Regions from separate parts of the Danio rerio genome. Here region 1 is linked to region 2. The links are chromatin contacts, called in public HiCAR-type maps. All regions are on one chromosome and are shown on one strand. The core of a region is the stretch at or near the end of the contact, and the rest is flanking DNA. Distances in the headings are between cores, read along the strand shown. Region 1 overlaps ptprt (protein tyrosine phosphatase receptor type T). Region 2 has its middle 24 kb from the start of mych.

Region 1 (2,781 bases), core at 229-2,728, 900 kb before region 2:
ACACATTTCCTCCAACAGAATCCCTATATCATGCAGCTTTTGACCAAAATTAAGCTATTTAATTAACTAATTGGGTAAGATATTAATGACATTCTGCAGAATTTTTAAGAGCCTCTATTAGGGGCTTTTGAAAATGACCTTTCATGCTGTGTGTAACATTAATTCATTCATTTTCTTTTCAGCTTAGTCCCTTTATTAATCTGGGGTCGCCACAGCGGAATGATCCACCAACTTATCCAGCATATGTTTTTACACAGTGGATGCCCTTCCAGCTGCAACCCATCTCTGGGAAACATATATACACATTTATCCACACTCATACACTGCAAACAGTTTAGCTTAACCAATTCACCTGTACCGCATGTTTTTGGGGGAAACCGAAGCACCCAGAGGAAACCCACGTGAACACAGGGAGAACATGCAAACGCCACATACTGTAGAAACTCTGACCCAGCCGAGGCTTGAACCAGCGACCTTCTTGCTGTGAGGCGACAGCACTGCCTACTGCGCCACTGCATCGCCCTGTGTGTAACATGTGAAGTGAAATGTCCATCTTATGCTTTAATCTGAAAGTGTTTAAAAGTATTGATTCATCTAAATAGTCGACTTAGAGTGGTTTAAATTAATCGTCTGGGTAATGAATCTTTAACCATGTCGACGTGATGTTGACACAAAACTTAAGCCCCGCCCATTTGTTGCGCGCACAGACCCGGGAAAACTCGCTGATCGCAGTTGACCAATTGCAACAGACTACGTCATCGGACCAATCAGCGCAGATAAGCATTGTGCTGAGGAGAGGTTTGGGAACAAATGAATCGCTGAACAAATCATATGGTTGCCGTTGGGATAATTAGGTAAAAATAAATGCATATTATAAGACAATAAAAGTGTTTTTTTACCTTGTCTGCAAATCAGCCTGGTGTTGGAGACCCTCAAAACCAAAACATGACCTTCTTAATGCATAATAGGGGCTCTTTAAAGCTCTAATATGGCCAAATGTTGTGATCTGGAAATGCTAAATAGGATTTATCAGTGACTAAATGATACTCAAGGAGTGATCTAAAGAAATGAGTGAAGTTGGTTTTCCAGCAGTGCATATTTCCATCAGTGACTTACTATAGAAGCTGTCAGACCAGAGCAGACAATAGACAGAGCGATAGACGAAAAAAGATTGATAGAGGGAGATGATGTGGAGAACGGTAGTGGATTTAGCAGCCTATCCCAACACACATCAGTCTTGTTTACTGATTTCCAGGCTCCAATAAAGCACAGCTACAGCTTCTAAGAGTCTCCCGCCGTGAGCTGCCGGAATCACGCTCTCACACTGGGGACCCGACTGCTAAGAGCCCTCTGCTCTTCCCTTTCTCCCACCGTCTCTGTCTTCCCACTTTTTCTTCCCCCTGCTTTTCTCAGTCTCCTCCTCCTCCCATGTCTCCAGAATTCATCACACCTTCTGCTGACACGCTGCTTTCATTAAAGCCACGCGCGGGCCCCTCTGCTGACTTACACGTCTCTGCTCTGGTTTTACATGCCTCGGTGAACACACTCCCAGTGATGCATTTACACTTATAGACTCACACTCGCTCGGTGGGACAGAACGCTGCCGAGTGGCTCGGGTCAAGAATTGGAGCTTGTCATTAACAGGACGAAAACATGCATCTGTTCTCTGCGGGCAAACAGAGAGCGTTGTTTGTCCACATCTGCTTTGATTGGTTCTTTGTTCACTGATCTCTCATGAACTCAATCCTCATTGTGTAATTCTATTCATTTGTTCGTTTTTCTTTGCATAATCTTGATTTATCAGGGGTTGCCACAGCGGAATGAACCGCCAACTACTCTGGCTTATATTTTATGCTGTAGATGCCCTTCCAGCCGGAACCCAGTACTGGGAAACACTCTCACAATCTCACACACACACACTGTTACGTCCTTTTAGATGTTAATATTAAACTAGGAGTAGATGACATAACATACAATAGTTTAATGTGTGTGACAAGCGCATGGAGAAAGAAATAAACTGAAAACCAAATTTCACTGCAATTATTTATTGCCCATACATCCATTGAAACCAGTGAAAATATATTATACTGTGAAAGAAAAATATCTTTAAGTTTATATTTTTTTAATATATTGTTTAAAATATTGTTTAATATTTTTAAATGTCACTTTAAGCTGTATAGAAGTGTCTTGAAAAATATCTAGTCATATATTATTTACTGTCATCATGACGAAGATAAAATCAACAATTTTTAGAAATGAGTTATTAAAACTATTATGTTTAGAAATTTTGGGGGAAAAAAAATCTTCTCTCTGTTAAACAGAAATTGGTGAAAAATTATTCAGGGGGGCTAATAATTCTGACTTAAACTGTATATAACAGTAATTTATGAAATGTAAGAGGTTTATTAATATAGTTAAGACAAATTGTACAAACATTAAAAACAAATCTAACAAAAGTGAGTACAATGATACAATTTTATTAGTGCAAATATGAATGTGTATCATGGCTTTAAATGTTTTTGTGCTGCCTCAGGGTTGTAGTCTGGTGGAGGCATTTTTTCAAGTGGTGTTCCCAGGAAAAGCTTATGAGTGTACACTCATACACTACAGCCAGTTTAGTTTATTCAATTCATCAAACCACATATCTTTGAACCTGAACACCCAGAGAAAACCCACATGGAGTAGAACAAGCAAACTCTACACAGAAATGCCAACTGGCCCAGATGTGACTCAAACCAGTGACTTTCTTGCTGTGAGGTGACAGTGCTAACCCCTGAGCCA
Region 2 (2,761 bases), core at 65-2,564:
TTGCATTGTTACGTTGCATAACGTTACTTTGGTTGTTATGTTGGTATGTTAAGCTACGTTAAATAAATTATGTTAAGTTGTTATGTTAAGATATGTTATGCTCTGTTACATTAAGTTATGGTAAGTTATGTTATTTTAATTGTTAAGTTACGTTAAGTTATGTTACATTAAGCTATTACGTTAAGTTGTTACGTTGTGTTACGTTAAGTTATGGTAAGCCATGTTAATTTTGGTTGTTATATTGGTATGTTAAGTTACGTTAAATTATGTTAAGTTATGTCACCTTAAGTTACATTAAATTACGTTAAGTTATGTTATTTTGGTTGTTATGTTACATTAAGTTTAATTATAGAATATTTTGAAATTATATTATATTATATTATATTATATTATATTATATTATATTATATTATATTATATTATATTATATTATATTATATTATATTATATTATATCAGAGATGTAAATAAAACTGCGTAAATTTTATTGGTATAATATAGAACTTTATTAATATTATTATTATTATTATTATTGTTATTATTATTTTCCTATAACCTATGGGATAAAGTAATTCTATTTTAATATTAATATATTCCTTTTCTTGTCATTTGTTCTAGTTTTTCAGTGTGCCCTGACCTCAGTGTGTGTGTGTGTTCGTCCTAGTGCTTTAGGCCGTTGTGAATCTGACAGAGGCGTTCACCTCCAGGAGCTCAGATCTGCACCCCCGCAGTGGAGGAAGCGGCCCCGAGGAAAGGCCTCATGCTGGAGGCTCAGGGGCCCTGCGGCTCCCCAACAATCACACTTCTTGGAAGATTCCTGGAAGCTTCACTGATTAACCATTCATCTTTTTTTCACGACAGCCAGCATGAACGTCACATTCACTATGAAAAAGAGTGAGTTTTCCTTTTCTTTTTTTTTTGCACGTGCACATGACTGTGATACCCGTGCAACTGACTGGTTGAACAGCATTTTGCCACCTCAGAATGTAAAAAAAAAAGTAATATATTGCGTAAAGCCGTTAACATGTCAACACAAGCTTCTATCATTCCTCTGTCAGCCTGAAAGCTTTTGCGCGGAAGAATCTTTGCGACACGATTGGACATTGTGGCAGTAAATCCACATAAATTCCATTAATGTTTAAAGACACTCGATCGGCTTCTTCGCCTAATTAACCTCGCTGTGACTGAACTCTCATTATGCTCCGAGGGCACGAATAAAAGGGGGTTTAACATGCACAAAAGAATGAGGCTTCTGATAGTCAGGAAAGTGGATACAGGCTGACCTTTGGCCTTCGGGGGATTAGGCTTCATTAGGAGGCGACCCTAAAACCTCAGTCCACCCGTGTGCTCATCTCACTGGGATTACTGATCTTTGACCACAGGCTCTGTGGCCATTTACAAGCATGTTATCAACGTGTAGGGTGTGTGTGTGTTTATACTGGTCTTAACTTTAAACAAGGCTCAAATACTAATGGTAAACATTTGATCTTTAACATTATGTGGCACTTTTAAAATAAAGGGTTGTATAATGGGGTTTTGTAGTGATTTATTTGAGGACATGTTTTTGTTCCTTAAACCTCAAAAGGACCATTTTCTATTTTTTTTTAAATTAGACAAATGAAAATTAGTATGAAGGACTTTTTTTTCTGCATCTGAAAGATTCCACATATGTTAAAGTTCTAAATGGAACCATTAATTCCAATAAAGAACCAAAATAGTGTAATTATGTTGGCTGTTTAGTTGTGTATATGATTGGATACCAAAATATTGCAAAATGTAAAAATTGCATATAAACATGGACCAGGATTATGTTAGTTAACTATAACTGCCACTAATAATACTATAAATACCACTAAGCATTAAATTAATACACATTTCGGGTATATAGAAACACAAAAATGTTTTAAAACAATTGAAATAAATAAATATATATATATATGTGTATATATATATATATATATATATATATATATATATATATATATATATATATATATATATATATATATATATATATATATATAAATATATATATACATATATATATATATATACATATATATATAATATAATTTTCACAACTTATATAATTCACAACTAATCTTGCTCTAAGTAATTAGTAATTACAGTATTGTATATCTTCACTGTAAAATGTACAGTAATTTTCACAATGCAACTTTAAAATACAGTAACATACCGCATAATTGTTTTACAGTAAAATACAGTTCATGTTACAGGTAAATACAGTGCCATTTAAAAAAATAACAATGCACTGTTAACAATGTTCTGTAGAATCTACAGTAACTTACTGTAAATCAATTACAGCAAAATTACTGTATTTACTTTTACAGCACAACTTATCTTGCTCTTTGTATTTACAGTAATGCATGTCTTTACTGTAAAATGTACAGTAATTTTAACAGTGCACCTTTAAAATAGAGTAACACACTGTATAATTGTCCTACAATAAAATACAGTTCATATTACAGTTAAATACTGTGTCATTTACAAAAATCATTTATAGTGCACTATTAACAAGGTCCTGTAGAATCTACAGTAAATTACTGTAAATCAATTACAGCAAAAATACTGTATTTACATTTACAGCACAAGGTATTTTGCTCTGTGTATTTACAGTGTTGCATATCTTTACTGTAAAATATACAGTAATTTTCACAATGTAACTTTAAAAAACAATAACCTTCTGCTGCTGTATAACTGTCCTACAGTAAAATACAGCTCATATTACAGTTAAATACTGT

What was found. HiCAR-type assays count read pairs that join an accessible place to other places.
Region 1: a contact with region 2 is called in a HiCAR-type map of caudal fin, with 12 times the contacts expected there. The contact joins two enhancer-like sites. A contact is called at or near these places in 2 of 18 Hi-C or Micro-C datasets (both in embryo) and 1 of 4 datasets of contacts at active chromatin or transcription factors (caudal fin).

The regions. Positions count from the first base shown.
Region 1 is chr6:54,018,683-54,021,463 of GRCz12tu, reverse strand. All of the region lies in intron 6 of ptprt (protein tyrosine phosphatase receptor type T), which reads left to right. Among named protein-coding and RNA genes, the nearest start is that of ptprt, 160 kb to the left of the region's middle. Within about 2 kb of position 1,478, at least 11 of the 62 cell types and tissues checked have an H3K27ac peak or open chromatin away from gene starts, as enhancers often do.
Region 2 is chr6:53,119,109-53,121,869 of GRCz12tu, reverse strand. No RefSeq gene overlaps it. Among named protein-coding and RNA genes, the nearest start is that of mych, 24 kb to the right of the region's middle. Within about 2 kb of position 1,314, at least 27 of the 62 cell types and tissues checked have an H3K27ac peak or open chromatin away from gene starts, as enhancers often do.